Regions from separate parts of the Danio rerio genome. Here region 2 is linked to region 1. A link is a contact called in public Hi-C data. All regions are on one chromosome and are shown on one strand. Each heading gives the region's core, a stretch centred on a gene start, on an enhancer-like site or on the middle of the called end of the contact. The rest is flanking DNA. Distances are from core to core; before and after follow the strand shown. Region 1 overlaps sp5b (Sp5 transcription factor b). Region 2 holds the start of gad1b (glutamate decarboxylase 1b).

Region 1 (6,016 bases), core at 920-3,419:
AGATCAACTCCAAAAATAAAAATTGGGAAGAGTGTAATCTCCACTGTGAAAAATGCTGGGTTTCCCCACAATTCCTTCATGTTGTCCCAACACAAATCGATTAAGTTAACTGAACTGTTTTTACCAGTTTAAGTGGATTGAACATAACAAAGCTTTCCCCAAAAAAACTTAAAAATTGTGTTGTTTCAACTGATAATAAATAAGCAGCAAAAGTTATTTTTTTGAGTGTCTGACCAAGTGACAAAGAAAGAAATATGCGGAAAGACTAGAGAGTCCTGTGATTTGAGGCTTTGTGTTAAAAGCAAATGAAGGTTGTGTTACTTTATGATGCTTCATAAGTGAAGTTTTACAAACTAATTTCGAGAGGAGCAAGTGATATGATTGATCACAGCTGGTCTCTCATCTGTGATCATTAGTAAGCCAATCGTATCTTTCCAAACTCACTATAAATAAACCGACTAATATTACTCCCTCACCTTCGCTTTTTGAAGAATCCCCCCCATCCACCCCATCTCCTCCTTTCCTTGTTTTCCAGGGGAAGCTCTCGAGAACTTCCTGATCTTATACTCCCCTTACATGCTCATTGACCAGGTGGGAGCCTTGGCTTAATTATCTCCGAGCTCAGGGTTCTCTCCCAGGACAGCATGCCAAACCTGCTATTTTTATCATCAAGCAAGACCTAAGTGTGAACTCTTTATATATATATATATATATATATGGGTTTGTTCAAACCATTAAACATAAAATGAATGGGTAGGTTAAGAAATACAATCTAAAAAGAGAAAATTCACAAAAAAATTGGGAAGAATGTAATCTCTGACCGTGTGAAAAAGAAAACGCTTCATGTATTAAAAGCATTGAAGGATGTGTTACTTTATGATGATGATGACATTTTTGATGATTAATTAATATTTATACAGTTAAAGTCAAAATTATTATGACTTCATTTCATTTTTTTTTCAAATATTTCCCAAATAAAAGAATTTTTCCACAGTATTTCTATATTATTTTTTCTTCTGGAGAAAGCCTAATTTGTTTTATTTCGGCTAAAATAAAAGCAGATTTAATAAAAATATTAATATTTTTGGTTAATATTATTAGCCCTCTTAAGCATTATTTATTTTCAATTGTCTGCAGAACAAATAGTTATACCACCCGCTTCGAATGTTATCACTCAATTGAATTGCCGTTATCAGTGGATATCAGCTGATAGATATGAGCCAGAAGGGGCCTTCTGCACCTACTAGTGGTTGTAATCATACATCCACATGGTTAATCAGCTATGCTAAAAGAGAAGACTTAAGATGCAGATTTGTTTTTACATTACTCTGACGGTTGGGTTTAGGGTTGGGGTATACGTTAATAAAATACAATTAATAGGAAATATAATAAATAATATAAATAATTCTTGTCAACTTTCGGCCGCAGCTGTATGTGATATAGATATATTAAGCATGATTAATGTGAATGGATGATTACGGCCTTCTGAGTCTACTAGTAGGCGCAGAAGGCCCCTACTGGCCCATGTCTATCAGCTAATAACCACTGATAACGGCCATTCAGTCGAGTGATTCGAATCGGCTGATAAAACAGTGACTTGCCTAATTACCATAACTTGCCTAATTAACCTAATTAAGCCTTTAAATGTCACTTTAAGCTGAAAACTAGTGAAAAATATCTAGTCAAATATCATGTGCTGTCATCATGACAAAGACAAAGAAATTAATTATTAGAAATGAGTTATTAAAACAATTATGTTAAGAAATGTGTTGGAAAAAAATCTCTAAGTTAAACAGAAATTGGGGAAATATTTAATAATTCAGGACGGCTAATAATTCTGACTCTAACTGTATATATATATATATATATATATATATATATATATATATATATATATATATATATATTTATTTATATATATATAGGTTTGTTCAAACCATTAAGCGTAAAATAGTAATAGTAAAAGCAATTCTTGGCTATTTCCTAAATCTATATACAACACTATATCCATTAAGTTTCATTTAAAAAAGAAAAAAAAAGCTATTCACTCCAGTTTGAGCTGACAGTGAAATTGCTTCCAACTCCTTGTCAAAGCTATAGTGGTACCTTTTTCTTTTTGCCTTCCAAAAAATGCCAGAATACACAAACAACTTGTGATGTGCGAGGCCACGGGGAGCCTTTACAGCCCTCTCAGACACAGCGTGTGTGTGTGCGCGCGATAGAAATGACACTAACAGAATCATTTCACGCTTGATTGCACTCGCTCCCAGACACAGACGCGCACACACACACACACACACACATAGAGCGGCTCTGTTTCAAAACACAGTGCACTGACTAGCTGGGTTTGTTTTATATATATATATATATATATATATATATATATATATATATATATATATATATACACACACACACACACACACACACACGCGCGCACACACGCACACACACGCACACACACGCGCACACACACACACACACACACACACACACACACACACACACACACACACACACACACACACACACACACACACAGTTGAAGTCAGAATTATTTGTCCCCCCTGTTTATTTTTTATTTTTCCCAATTTCTGTTTAATAGAGAGAAGATTCTTTTAGCACATTTCTAAACATAATAGTTTTAATAACTCATCGCTTTAAGTGACATTTAAAGGCTTAACTAGGTACATTAGTTTAACTAGGAAGATTAGGGTAATTAGGCAATTAGGTAATTAGGTAATAAATTATCAAGTTGTATAATGATGGTTTGTTCTGTAGACTATCGAAAAAAAGTATAGCTTAAAGGGGCTAATAATTTTGTCCTTAAAATGATGCTTAAATTTTTTTTCCTAGTCAAAATAAAACAAATAGGCCTATATAAATATATATATCACAATAATCAATATATCGACGTATCATGAAATACATGGAGATGACTTCAATCCTTTTTGCCGTTGCAATATATATTTACAAATTCACAAATAACGTTAAAGCCATTTTACAATAATATTTACATTCTACCTCACCGACGTCAACGTTTATATTTGTACATTTACCTAATAGGAGATTTAATATTATATATATATATATATATATATATATATATATATATATATAGCTTTTAACATCAATTTATAGAATATAAATAACCTTAAGAATGATACGCATTTTAAAATGTTTGGCTATTTGCATTATTATGCTGTTATAGAGTCATTATATAATCAGTAGCATAAAATGATCTCAAAATGACAATAATAATTGCTTATAGCAACAATTTCTGTAACACTATGCACTCATCGGCCACTTTATTACCTGTCCAAACTGCTCGTAAACAGAGATTTCTAATCTATAGATCTATAGAAAATATCCAGTGAGCGGCAGTTCTGTGGACACAAAAAACCTTGTTGATGCCGGAGGTCAGAGGAGAATGGCCAGACTGGTTCCAGATGATAGAAAGGCAACGAAGGCAATAAGCACTCGTTACAATCGAGGTCTGCAGAGGAGCATCTCCGAACACACAACTTGTCTAACCTGGAGACTGCAAAAAAAAAAAAAAAAAAAGTTACTCATGAAACAATAACTTTAATCAGTTTTTATTTTAGGGTGAACTGTCCCTTTAATTCTCATGACCTCTTGTTTCTCAATTATAGGCAACATCATAAAACACATACACACAAACAGCATCGTAATGTGGTGTTTGAGCTCACCATCTTCATGAATGGAGTTAATTGCACGTGAAAATTACCATCAGGCGCCATCTGTTATGTAAATGCACTGTGATCGTTTCCTTGAGCACTTGCCAAACATTTATACCGCTAAAGTCATGGTGAATTCATCACAAACCCGTGTCAGAGCTTCAACCATCAGCTTTATGTGTTATAAAATGTTCCAGCGTTTGAGAGACCGGGTTATGAGGTTAATTTCATCCTGTAGCCTACAGCACATTGTTATAGTTTCTTTATTTCACAGTGCCTGAGTTAAATGAATGCGAAGGTTAATTTGAGATTATATGGTCTAACAGGCACTGTACTCACTGTGTGTAGGTTGAAATAGAGATAAAAGAAATCACTTTCTATAGGTTGTACTTTTATAAACAGTCCTTTACTTTTTAAAACAACATCATCCACTAGGAAATTGCCTTATTTTGTAGACATTATCTTAAACATCAGTAATTATATGCAATATCTCTTGAGGACTTCTCTTCCGCTTATGACACAAGTTCAGTCGTGATTAGTAAAGATGGTTCAATTCAAAATAATCTATCTATCTATCTATCTATCTATCTATCTATCTATCTATCTATCTATCTATCTATCTATCTATCTATCTATCTATCTATCTATCTATCTATCTATCATCTATTTATCTATCTATCTATCTATCTATCTATCTATCTATCTATCTATCTATCTATCTATCTATCTATCTATCTATCTATCTATCTATCTATCTATCTATCTATAAACTTGTCATAAACATATTGTCATGAGGCATTATAATTATATAATTATATGTATATATTATTTACGTATTAAAATTTTTCTGATTACACTTTCAGTGGAACAAACTATATTCGCCATTAAAATGTTGCATTAAAAGTGTCATTACTCTGTCAAATCCTTTTTTACCAGTGTCATTAATGGGTAATTCTTCAGCTATAGGCACTTTTATGTCCAAAAATCTATATAATTTTGTTCAAATTCCCCTTTTTTGTCAAACAATAAAACCTATAATCTTTTTTTTTTTTTTTTTTACAAGCTTTCTATTATATATTTTTCATATTATTCAACCTCCTTTTAGGTGTCAAAATCACTGTTTTCACCCTGTCATACACCCATATATATATATATATATATATATATATATATATATATATATATATATATATATATATATATATATATATATATATTCATAAATATATACATATTCATAAATATATATATATATATATATATATATATATATATATATATATATATATATATATATATATATATATATATATATAAGCATGCGTAAAATCTCATTCACCTTCATGACATGTCATGTCACGATTATAAAGGTTTAATGAGTCTTTTAACACCCCTTCAAGTAAAGTGATAACAAATGAACTGTGTTTAAAATGACCTACATTGACAGCAAGACGCAACTCCAAAACAGTTTAACATTAGCAATCATTAGCATAGCATTTTGAAGTTTAGCATTAGTTTTAAGACAGATAGTTTCAGGAATGACGCAGGCCCTCAGATGGTCATGGTGCATGTGTTTTGGTATTAGTGTCTCCTTCAGGTCACTTGGTGAGCATGTGAGCAACACGCCACCTTGTGGAGAAATGCAGACATGAGCCGAAATGAATTAGCTTACACTGAAGTACAGCTGTCAATCATTGGCGAGTCTTAAAATATCTCTTACATAACCGGACAACATGCACAGAGAAGATCGCGTGCATCTCACATTAATACAACTGTTCTAAAAGAAGCTAGACAATATAATTAGAGTGGTGAAACCCTAATGAGAGCGTGTTTGTGTATGGCGTGTCTTATCTCTGGCCACAGAGCTGTTAAACAGAAGCATTCCTTACTTTCCATTATTCACCACACGAGACAAAGCGTGCCTAAAACAACCAGGCTGCTGTCACTTTAATTGCCTTTCCTCGGGCTGCCTATTATCATATAAATGGAGATCAGTTAGTGCAGAAGACATTTTCTCCTCGAGTCACATGATGTCAAAGTTCTTCTGATGATATTAATGTCCATGTGTGAAGCAGCAGAGGAAAGGGATGCCTGTGATGTCATCAGACGACACATGTATGTGTGCGTGTGTGTGCACGTGATAAAAACATAGAAGCTGTGTGTATGTAAAGACAGAAGACAATAGGAAATGCAGAAAGAGAAAGTCTCTCTCTCTCTCTCTCTCTCTCTCTCTCTCTCTCTCTCTCTCTTTCTCTGTTTGTAAGACGCCCACGTATTAACCTTGACATGACCTCTACTTTTGATTTTGTACCAAGAGA
Region 2 (5,582 bases), core at 867-3,366, 44 kb before region 1:
AAAAACCCATATATAGCTTTTACTAGATCAATACAATACATTACATTAAGCATGATATTTTTAATTTATCACAATCTACACAAAAGCACATAAAGGTTATATATATTATATAACATCAAACTAATTTTTAATGCATTTTAAGATCTTGACTTGGCCATTTTAGCATATTTACAAAGGAAAACGTGAAGTGGAGCGTAATGGCGGGTAATTTTAGGTAATTACGCTATTGAGGTGGGACTGTTGAAAGCAGATGATGGCTGATTGCTGTTATTTAAGCCACCATAAAACGTGCCAACAAGCAGCACCATTGTTATAAAAACGGGATCCCAATTTAATGCAAAACGTACACAAAATGATGGTAACATTTTTTGTTATTATTTAAATCTTCTGGTATGAATTAAGACAAATATATACACCGCAAAATAGAATAAGGGATCAATTTTGTCTTATACATCATCTATCTATTGATCTTCCTTTATTAAAAACTTATTATCTTTATTAAAATCTATCTATCTATCTATCTATCTATCTATCTATCTATCTATCTATCTATCTATCTATCTATCTATCTATCTATCTATCTATCTATCTATCTATCTATCTATCTATCTATCTATCTATCTATGCATTTGGTCAAATATGAACCAACGTGCGCATTTCAAAAACCCGACATTGAGTTTGTCCACATTTGACCCAACGCTAGGTTAAAACAACCCAGCATTTCTGTCTATCTATGATAATTTATGATTCGTCTCTCCAGCTGTAAGGTGATCTGTCAGCTAATAGACATTTCACACGGTGCGGTGTGTTTTTTAAGGCAGTGATGAACATCGCCACCCCACGGAGTAAACAAGCCAAGTGAAAAACGCGTTATCCAGAGAGACCTACTTGTGGCAGGTTGTCGTAAATTAGCCGTGTTTGGGTCCATATCACCAGCCGAGGAAGAAGGTGCAGAAGACGCCATCAGTCCACGGGAAACACCTCAATGCTTTCAGACTGAATGGAAAAATCTGACACTACACGGAGAATATATGCAGAATTAGGACAGAAACAAAAAGTGCAGACACAAATCAGACACAAAATTAGACTAAATCTCAAATGCAGCTATAAAAGCGATCATTCCTCTTCTCCAAAGTATAATTTCACGCATCAGATTCCCCTTGTGAAATGGCTGTAATTCACTCTCCTTCAGCACAGGATAATTTGTCTTGCGTTACGCGCACTCAGTGTTCTGTCATGTTCAGAAATGCGCTCTGATTGAACAGCGCACATTACAGCACACCCAAAAAGCGCGAGCAAACACAACAGAGGAAATAAATAATCCAAAATAAAATACGTATGCAAGTAAATTCTGGAAATAATCCCACCTATATAGGCTAACTTGTTATTTAGGATGGCAGTCCGGCTGTGTTCTCCAGACGCACCGGCTCCTCTGAGCTCCAGCGCGCAGCAGACCGTGAAGTCTGACTTAATTGGCTCTGTAACGAGCTCTTTAAATCCAATCATTTAAAACCAAGAAATGAAGAATCTGCTCACTTCAACCACATCATAACAAAGGAGAAATAATCCTTCTGACGGTATTTTTAGTCTAATGATGGCGATGATAAATAACATTTCTTTTGTGTGAGGTGATTTTAGAAGGTCACAAAGAAAGGGGGAGAGCTAAAATGAATTGAAAAAATGCAAATTATTGATTTCTCAATTAAGATGATCTTTAAATATCCTCAAATAATGAGCATCGCTCACTGAGCGAAATATATAGGCAAAAAATCATTGCGCCGCTCATGTGTTAAATTACAGCATATTTTTAGATCATTATTTTGCCATATCCAATCATCACATAATCACAATAACTGATTTAGATATGTACATATATGTATTTAAATCTGATTTATATATAAAATACAGCTCTTCTTTCAAATATAATCTTCCTAACATCGTAAAACTAGACAAAAACGCAATTCTGCATGGAAAATTTAGATGGTAACAGAGAAGGTGAGCGCTTACCTTACGGAGTCACAGGTGTCACAGTAAAATCCTGTAAAAATGGCACACGGAGGATGGTTCACACCGCGTGATGTTGCTGCGAGACTCTTATCATGGGGAAACCAAAATAATTGGGAAGAGCATAACAATCCATTCAGCGTTAAATCTTGATCCAGTGTTTATCCTTCAAAGAGGGGGTAAAGGAGAAATCTCCAAAATCACTTCGGCTGTATTTGTCCAGGGGTTTTAGATCCACGGGTTTATCTCGACTCTGTTGATTGTTAAGGACTCAAGCCATCGGACACAAGAAGTTTAATTCTCCGAGTAATATATACATGTATATATACACACACACGTCAAAACACCGTGGGAGTGAGAAAAGGGTGAGTGAGTGAGAGAGAAAGAAAAGAGAGAGAGAGAGAGATGATGAAAACGAGAACACATTTTGATAGTTTCTTTTATTTATTAATAACTATTTTAGACACATCATAAACCAATATAAGCATTCCAGTCTAATTAGTTTTTTTTTCCAAATATATATATTTAATGCACTACTTGTGGATCAGCGTTAGTTATAACGTGAGGCATCTGGAACTGCTCACCAGAAGGTGGCAGCAGAGAGCAGACCAACTTGAACTTGAATGAAGGATTTTTGGGCAGCGCCCTGGAAAATCACTCTGCTCTTGTCTGTAAGATCGTTTGTTTTAGGAGCTCTACTGAATCAGCGTGTCAGAATTGACGACAACTTTTCATGCGGTGAGCTGTAAAGTGCGCAGTTTTTCACCGAAGCCTTTTCAGCACCTGGACAGCTCCGCGCAAAACGACACTGGGCTATAGTTGTCTCCAGTCAGTGTTTTTAAGGATGTTGTTTTTTTTAAAAGCTATTTTCTACAAACGCACACATTTAAGTATTGTCCTAACATGCACACAAAACATTTAATGCAGACATTGCCAATGCATGCGTTGTGTTCAACATTAGCTAGGGCAAAATAAAAATATATACAGTGCTCAGCATATATGAGTACACCCCATTTTAAAAATAAATATTTGAACCAATTTCTCAGTGAATATGGGTAATATATACATTGGTGCATTTGAACAAAACAGATTTATTAAACAGATATATTTATTAAAATTACATTTTAGTCAAAGAACATCTTTAGAAATTAAAGATAATGCAATTAAATTAATGCAAAACTACAATATTTCAACAAATAGATTTTTTTTGGATTTTTGCTGTTTTTTTAAAATGGTATTTAATATTTTTCCCTAATATAAATTTGGTCTGCTAATCTTTAAACCATTACTGTACGTTATTTTGTTAGATTAGCTCCAGATTTGGCTTCAGTACTGACTAATTTAATGTATATGCACACATATAATATTGTAAAGCATCTTATAGAAAATATTATTTTAAAAGAGATTTGGGGAGTGAACTGTGTACATTTAAAAACTATTAATACCCCTGGCAAATTCAAAGTCACTTTTATTTAACCAGCAGATTGTATTAATCAGACAGGACACCGGGTTCTCCCAAAATATAATAAGACAATGTACAAGAGGTTGTGGAAAAACAAACAAATATTTTTCTCAGCTTTTATTAAAATTTGAACAAAAATTTTAAGTCAGAATTTGCCATAGGTATGAATAGGGCTTGACTGTATATATGCAATTAAATATAAAATATAAACTTTTTAACTTTAAGCATTTGAAGATTAGATTTGGTTTCAAAATATTTAGTTATTCGTTTTTAATTATATCTGCAGCATCAATTAGTTAAAATCAAATATAAAAAATAGGATTTTGTAGACTATACACTACACACTTACGAAAATAAATGCTAGGTTGTAGAGTCAAATACAAACCCAATCGTTGGGTTAAAATGAGTTTGTATATTTAACAAAGGTGTTAAATTTAATTGAAAAAATAAACCCAATTTTAGGTTTGTCCATATTTGACCTAGCTTTGGGTTACGACAAGTCAGATTTTTTTTTAGAGTGCAATTGGTCTCAAAATAATGGTTATTGAGCCTTTTTGGACAACTTTTAGTGTGAGCGGTAAATTTAGGAAATGATATAGTTCTTCCGTTAGATGGCGCTATGTTGCATTTTTACAACAAATAAACCGAAAAAATTAAGCTTGAAATGGGTATTTTATTCACAATACACAATTCACACAGAATATGTGCAGTCAGCAATTGAGAAAACTGCATACATGAGATGCTGAACAGATCACGCATTGTTTATGAGCACAAGACATATAAGCAATAATGTTTGTGATGCAGGACATTCACTCCACCAGATGCTAATTTAGCATGAAGATGATAATGTATCATCTGTGCTGTCAATGGACTCTTCATCTGTGTCAGAGCTCTCTGATGACTCATCATCATCATCATCATCATCTTCATCATCATTATCATCAGATGTGTCAGATTCATCATCATCATCATCCGATTCTTCATCCGCTTCTAAACATTTTGATGACATCCATATGAAGAAGGTAAACCCAACGCACTTGAATTTCAGTCATCATTTGCTTTTGCACACACATTATTAAAGTTAGCCATCTGGAACATTGCTTCTAATGAGTTTGGCTTATTTCATTTCAGCGCAGAGCTTCACAAAACACTTTGTTTAGAGCAGTTTGAAGATGAATCTTTCTAAGCTAGAATGTTGAAATATGAAAGAAGAAAATTTGTAATAAATAATATAGGATTAATCATCATTTGCTTACACTGATGATATTTATATTTTTTAATCCATAAGACAAATGAAGCTATTGTTAAATAGATTTATGATCCTCTTTTAAAAAGTCTATTCACCCAAAACATTCAAACAGACATAATAAAATTATTAAGTGAACTTTTAGGTCTATGTTCTCAAAAGAGACACAATCACTTTCACAATCACAAATAAGCAAATTTACTTTAAAAACTAAGTAACCCCGTTGCCTAAAAGGGTCAGTTCACCCAAAGCTGAAAATCCGTAATCATTTACTCACCCTTTACTTTTCACAAACCTGTTTCTTTCTTCTTTTGAACACGAAATAACATATTTTGAAAAGTGTTGGAAACTGGCAACCATTGACATCCATAGTATGTTTACTGGGTTCTAACATTCTTCAAAATATCTTCTTTTTTGTTTAACAGGAAAAAAACACATACAGGTTTGGAAACACTTAAGGGCGCACAAATAGCGAGTAAATGTTTGTTTTTGGTTGAACTAGCTCTATAAAAGCATCAGCAGACTTAAAAAAGACAGTAAACTTGTGTAACTTGGAACTGTTACATTATTTTTTCTTTCATTCAACTGTTAAGTTTAATTTTTATAATTCTGCACATAGTTAATTTACCTAATAATTTTAAAATTACAATTTTCACAGGGTAAAATTAACATATTTGTTTGTAATTCAATCACAAATTTAATTTAATTCATTCTTGCTTGTCACACAGCAAGACTTGTAACTTCTGCATTAACCAATGAGATTTGTTCTCACGCATCAAGTTGTTTGAGTTTCTGTTTACTGATTTATTTGTGATTATATACTGTTCAAACAAAGTGAAGTTAAATATTAAACTAATTTCAAGAAAAGCA

The links. Hi-C and Micro-C count contacts between places; a contact is called where the count stands out from the background.
Region 2: a contact with region 1 is called in a Hi-C map of embryo, with 1.7 times the contacts expected there. The contact joins the promoter of gad1b here to the enhancer-like site in region 1. A contact is called at or near these places in 2 of 18 Hi-C or Micro-C datasets (both in embryo).

The regions. Positions count from the first base shown.
Region 1 is chr6:4,496,729-4,502,744 of GRCz12tu, reverse strand. sp5b (Sp5 transcription factor b) reads right to left here. Exons shown (of 5, transcript XM_073953587.1): 3 at 3,404-3,541. Among named protein-coding and RNA genes, the nearest start is that of erich2, 33 kb to the left of the region's middle. Within about 2 kb of position 2,169, at least 5 of the 62 cell types and tissues checked have an H3K27ac peak or open chromatin away from gene starts, as enhancers often do.
Region 2 is chr6:4,540,923-4,546,504 of GRCz12tu, reverse strand. It overlaps gad1b (glutamate decarboxylase 1b), which reads right to left and starts at 2,116. Exons shown (of 17, transcript NM_194419.1): 1 at 2,008-2,116; 2 at 889-1,016. The coding sequence starts at 964. erich2 (glutamate-rich 2) reads right to left here. Exons shown (of 11, transcript NM_001326452.1): 11 at 4,120-4,456. The coding sequence ends at 4,296.